Regions from separate parts of the Mus musculus genome. Here region 1 is linked to region 2. Evidence: chromatin contacts called from public Hi-C data. All regions are on one chromosome and are shown on one strand. Each heading gives the region's core, a stretch centred on a gene start, on an enhancer-like site or on the middle of the called end of the contact. The rest is flanking DNA. Distances are from core to core; before and after follow the strand shown. Region 1 has its middle 9.4 kb from the start of 4933417E11Rik. Region 2 overlaps Atic (5-aminoimidazole-4-carboxamide ribonucleotide formyltransferase/IMP cyclohydrolase).

What was found. Hi-C and Micro-C count contacts between places; a contact is called where the count stands out from the background.
Region 1: a contact with region 2 is called in a Hi-C map of liver, with 3 times the contacts expected there. The contact joins two enhancer-like sites. A contact is called at or near these places in 7 of 39 promoter capture datasets (3T3-L1-derived adipocytes, the HPC-7 cell line, embryonic stem cells and 4 more), 1 of 484 Hi-C or Micro-C datasets (liver) and 3 of 9 other capture datasets (adipose tissue, embryonic stem cells and pancreatic islet).

The regions. Positions count from the first base shown.
Region 1 is chr1:72,013,274-72,015,973 of GRCm38.p6, reverse strand. No RefSeq gene overlaps it. Among named protein-coding and RNA genes, the nearest start is that of 4933417E11Rik, 9.4 kb to the right of the region's middle. Within about 2 kb of position 1,268, at least 44 of the 459 cell types and tissues checked have an H3K27ac peak or open chromatin away from gene starts, as enhancers often do. A contact at or near this core is called in liver, where this site is marked.
Region 2 is chr1:71,574,849-71,577,548 of GRCm38.p6, reverse strand. Atic (5-aminoimidazole-4-carboxamide ribonucleotide formyltransferase/IMP cyclohydrolase) reads right to left here. Exons shown (of 16, transcript NM_026195.3): 13 at 1,416-1,508; 14 at 750-932. Among named protein-coding and RNA genes, the nearest start is that of Atic, 19 kb to the right of the region's middle. Within about 2 kb of position 1,433, at least 18 of the 459 cell types and tissues checked have an H3K27ac peak or open chromatin away from gene starts, as enhancers often do. A contact at or near this core is called in liver, where this site is marked.

The DNA of each region.
Region 1 (2,700 bases), core at 19-2,518, 440 kb before region 2:
TAGCTGTCTCTTTCCTGGTCATCTCTGATAATGTCTAGCTTCCTTTTAATATTTACTGGTGAAATCTCCATTCTCTGAGCAATCCTTATCCACAGCGAAGGAGGCTCTTTAGAGAGAGCTTCGGAACCTTCTGCTCTTATGGATGCTGTAGTTCTTTTGAATCCCTATTCTGGCTGTCAAGCAGGGGAGAAGTGCCTCTGATCTTGGCTGACTTCATCTCTTGTGAAATCTTTGCCCTTTGAGCAAGCTGGGGTCCCTGTACTTGGCATATCAAGCACCCATACTCTTGGCTACGCCGACTAGGAATTATATTTTCAGCCTGGAGCAGAGAGGAGAAACACGTTGCCACATTCCCATTGGTAAGACACACACTTCTTAACTAGGAGAAGGGACTAGGGGAAGAGGAAGCCATATCTGTCAGCCAGGCTCCCAGTTAGAGCTGAAAATCCACAAAGTTGCCTAGGAGTGGTGAAGCTGAGAATCCAGTAAGTTGCCCAGGAATTGAGGTGCTAGCTGGTCGTGGTTTAAGTATTATGGGCTCTCTGTTATTACAAGGAGTTATCAGATTGTCTTGAATAGATGTTTCTGTCTTTCAGTGGACCCTTGGGACAGTTTCTAGACACTCAGAAAATGATTTTCATCAGCTATGATTGTTTCACTAGAAAGTAGGCCCTAAGGGATCTTCAGACTGCTGGAAGTAGAAGCGAGAGCCACTTCTTTGCAATCTAAAAATGCTCTTAATTACAATCCAATCTAAAAGCACTCTTAAATGCGAATAAACATGCCAGAATGTGGCTGTGTTTTAGAAAGTTGAGATGGATCTAAAATACTGAATGAAGAAATGTGTATGCACCAAAGTTCCAGTAGGAAGTAGACATTAATAGCATATTTAAAAGCTCAACTGAAGGCCTGAAGAGGAGTGGTATAATGCAGTGGTCAAGGGCTTGTGTAGCTTGTATGAGGACCTGGTTTCACTCCAACACCTAAAATAACAAACAAATAAACAAAACCACCCCCTGCCCCTGGCAATATGAGTAAGGCTAAAAGTGATAACCAAAGCATGACAGAGGCCAGGAAAAGACATCAGTTTCTGCTTGCCTCAAAGAAGGCTCAAGGAAGTGGTTTTTCAGAAACACACTGGAGCTCTTGGCAGAGAAATGTTTTACCAGACAGGAGCTTTATGTCCGGGATCACAGTCAGTTGGCCTGGAGGACAGGAAGGAAGGAGGCTGGCGTGGGAGGAAGCTCACTTCCAGAAGTGCTCACTACACTCAATTTCTGATCTCCTGCCAATTCCTCTACCTAGTGGAAGCCAGAGGACAAAGCAAGCTAGAGGGCTGCTGTGCACTCATCTCCTGGAGATCACATTGGGGCAAAGTGGGGTATAGATCTGCAGTACCAGTATGGGCACCCGCCCTTGATGTGTGACCATTCCCCCCCCCCCCGAATAGATGGTTTCAGAGCTTCACTGAGTAGTGTGACACAGTCGCACTTCTCCCAGCATGCACCTCTGCCAGCATCCATGAAGTTCACCTTCAGGAGTTGCACTGTGTCTTGAGATAGTCAAAAGCTACTTTCAGTCAGCCTGGGAGGTAGATGCAAAGATGCTATCGAAGGTTACAGAGCTCTGGAAGACTGGTAGGGAGGCTGTTTAATGCATCAATTATCAAGGAGCACCGCCTTCGTTTTGTGGGTCAGTTGTCCAATAGATAGCATAACAATAACATGAGCTTAGAAGGTGGGGAAGAGAGAAATCTTGCAAAGGGTCTCTTTTTGGTTAGTGACAATGGGAGAACGTCTGCAATGAATCACTCCATATCCAGCACTGGTGACATTGGACTGTCTCAGCAACAGCCCAGTGAGTCAGCTGGAATAACTCACGCATGCTGATGTGAATGAGGACAAGCGTCTCCCCGCCTTCCGGATCTTTCTCCATAAGCCCCACCCCAACCCCGTTTCAGCAGGGTTTCATGCAGGCATTTACCAGAGTTACCCTAGAAGTCACATCCTAGCCTCTGGGGCTCCCACTTCCTCTCCCCACTATGTCTACCTTCTTAGTTGTTCCCATGACGTTCTTTTGTTTCTCTTTATAGTTTCTCAAACTTTTTTCTGCTCTATGGTTCCAGAGCATCTAAGATGTATACAATATTATATAAAAATAGTACTTGATGTGGGGACCTAAGAGACAGAGTGGAATCTCTGGAGATTTCTGTAGGTGATATGGAAAGCAGAGCAGAGATCTTGGAAACAGACTTGGTGGTGTGGCGTTGGAGTTAGACAGACTTCTTGGTGGGCAAATGGATAGGGGAGGGGCCGTGGCTAGGTGATAAAGGCGGCAGACTTGCAAGATGTCTGGCTTCTTTCTCCCTTTCCTGATCTGAGATGAAATCCTGGCAGCTTAAAACAAAGGCCCATGGGCTTTATCTCCCACCAGTGACATCCCCTCCACCCCCGCTGACTAGGGGTGGGGTGGGGTGGGGCTAACAAGTTCAGAGATGGATCAGGACGCATTTACAGACAGTCGTGGGCCTATAAGTTATCCATATCCTGTCTTTCTTCAATCTGAACAACTTTAAGTTTGGGGAAGGAAGACCCATCAGAGACTTAAAAAACTCCACCCCTCAAGATGAGACTGGATTTTGTCTCCGTGAGTCCCATTCCACGGTTAGTGAAAGATGAATGCATATGTCCCTACATAAGT
Region 2 (2,700 bases), core at 184-2,683:
TCTGTAATTTTATATACCTTCACCAAACCATTTAAGACAATGCTTCATGTCTAACCTAGGACCTGGATAATAACTGATGTCTGTGTACATGAACTACATGTACAACTGTTTCAGGTATAAAGTCAGCCGCAGGCAAATCAAAGAGACGCACGGCATTTACTACTATCTGATGCTGTCACCTCACAAGCTGACCATGAAGTGTAATCCCAGTGCAGAGGTGGTAAGTAATAAGGCCTTCTGCAGGCTGCAATGGAGCATGCCGACAATCCTGCACTCACAGCTGCAGTGCAGCTCAGCCTACACTAGAGCCACCATCTTACATGAAACCAAACAAAACCAGAAATAGTACCAAAACCACACGGAGCTGCTAAGGGCTTTTGTATAAATGTGGTAGGAGAAGGCCCCTGGTGACCAGCTATCAGATCACGTGTGGCTCAAGTCTAATGTCACCTCTGCTGACACTAGGGGATGCTGGCAGATGGAGAAGAACAGCCCTGCAGTGACAATATTATAACCCATAGGGGAAGTACGGGCCTATAAAATTAATCCGAATTCATTACCCAGGAAGCAGAGGTTTGTGGTTCAGAGGTTTGTGGGCGCAGCAGTGAGGTTGACAGGGGTGAGGAAGGTGTTTTAAGCATTTCACACTACTGAGGGTTTTGAGAAGCCTCTCTGTGGTAGGATGGTGGAAGACTGTCATACATGAGACGACCGCAACACGGTCCACTGGGAAGCCAATCAGTCCGCACCTCACCGATAGTGCCGGTCACATACTGATCAATCGCATTGGAGATCTCTGCTCTCTTCACCCCGGCTTTAAACTTCATGGACAGCACTCGTGGGTGGTGCCGAAGCCACCAAGAGTTTGCCTTATCACCTGCAAGGCGAGTGCAGTGTATCCGAGACTGCTGTCCTGCTCCGATGCCAATAACCTAAGGAACACGGACGTTAGCAATCAATGACATTTCTCCCGCAACACTGTCTTTTCAAAGAATGACAGTAGTGAAGCTTCCACTCTGAGTGGCTTTGCTGGCTCTGGAGATCCTGCCCAAGGACCAGAGACCACAGTCTGTCAGGATTTAGTGACTAAAACTGGCAAACTTCATAGCTGGCAACCATGAAAATCCTGAAAGGCTCTTCTGATGAGCTGTGTGTGAGTGTGTGTGTGTGTGTGTGTGTGTGTGTGTGTGTAAACCAGTCTTACTAGCCCCACCCGAGGCAGCTTCCTCTAAGCAGGAACCAGTGTACCCAAGTGCAGTACTTGGCTCTGGCTAGTTTTCAAGTCTACTAAGGTGCTGAGTAAATCCTGACTGACACAGCAGGAAGAGAAACTTGGCAAATCTCCCTTTCCCGGCACCAAGGCTTTTGCCTACTGTTCTGTTCTGCTTACTCTTCTGTCCCAACAGCTTGGTTACCTGCCCATCCTTGGCATAGCACACCGAATTAGACTGAGTATACTTGACAGCGACGGTGGCGACAATGAGGTCTCTGAGTGCAGACTCCGGCAGCTGAAACAAACAGGACAGCTAAGTCTCACCAGGCTTTAGAAATCTCTTGATTTTAAGGTACGGATATAATGTGACAGACCTAATACAGTTAGGTCCCTCAGTGACAGCCAGATGGACAAATTATGCTGCACAGTCATACTTTACTCAAGACTGAACCACGTGAGCACAGCTGTGACTACTGCAGTGCACTCTCTGCAGTCCCATGTGTCACTCTCACACTGATAACAACCATTCAGCAACACAATGAGACACGCTCTTCATTTGAAAATGACAATACTTTTTGGTTGGAATTTCTTTAACTGAGGATATAAGATTCAGGATCAGAACTAACATGAAGATTAATTTTCATATACGTTGTGCACTGCTATGATGTACATATAACCACTGCTATTCTGGAAAAGTCAAATTATAGTATTTCTTGCTTTGCCGAAAACATTTTAAGAAGCTATTTAAAAATATTTTAAAATTTAAAAATATTTTGCACCTGGTGGCAATGATGCACCTTTAATTCCAGTACCTGGCAGGTGGATGTCTGTGAGTTCAAGGTCAGCCTGGTGTACACAAAGAAATAGTTTTGGAAATAAATAATTTTTTTTTTTTTGCAAACTCTAAAGCCAACATTCAGCATTAAGTCTGTAAAACGTCACCTTTGGTACAAATTAGCAAGGAGAACAATGAAGCAAGTGTGCACTCTAAGCATGCGAAGGGTGTCAGCTACAGACAGCTACACTAGCTACAAAAAAGATACAGGAGGCCTGCAGTCCCAGCAATCAGCACTCAGAGGTCAATGAAGGATGACCTGGGCTTCAAGGCCAGCCCAGACTACACACACACACACACACACACACACACACACAGAAGAATGAAGTTATGTTGCTTGTGAAAAAAATGAATGTAACTGAGGATAATCATATTAAGTAAATAACTTAACCACTCTCAGAAACACAAATATTCTATTTTGCTTGTGCTCCCTAGATCTATAGATATATAAAATCATGAATCCACAGTATGTACAATATGAAAGAAGAAAAAACTGTCTATGGGAAGAAAGAGAAGAGAGTGGGGAGGACTAAAAGGGGGAGAGGGGGAGAATGTATGGTTAAATACAATATCCACTGTATGCATGAAAATGTCCTTATGTTATACAGTATCATATATATTGAGTACATGCAATGAAAATTTAAAAATAAAG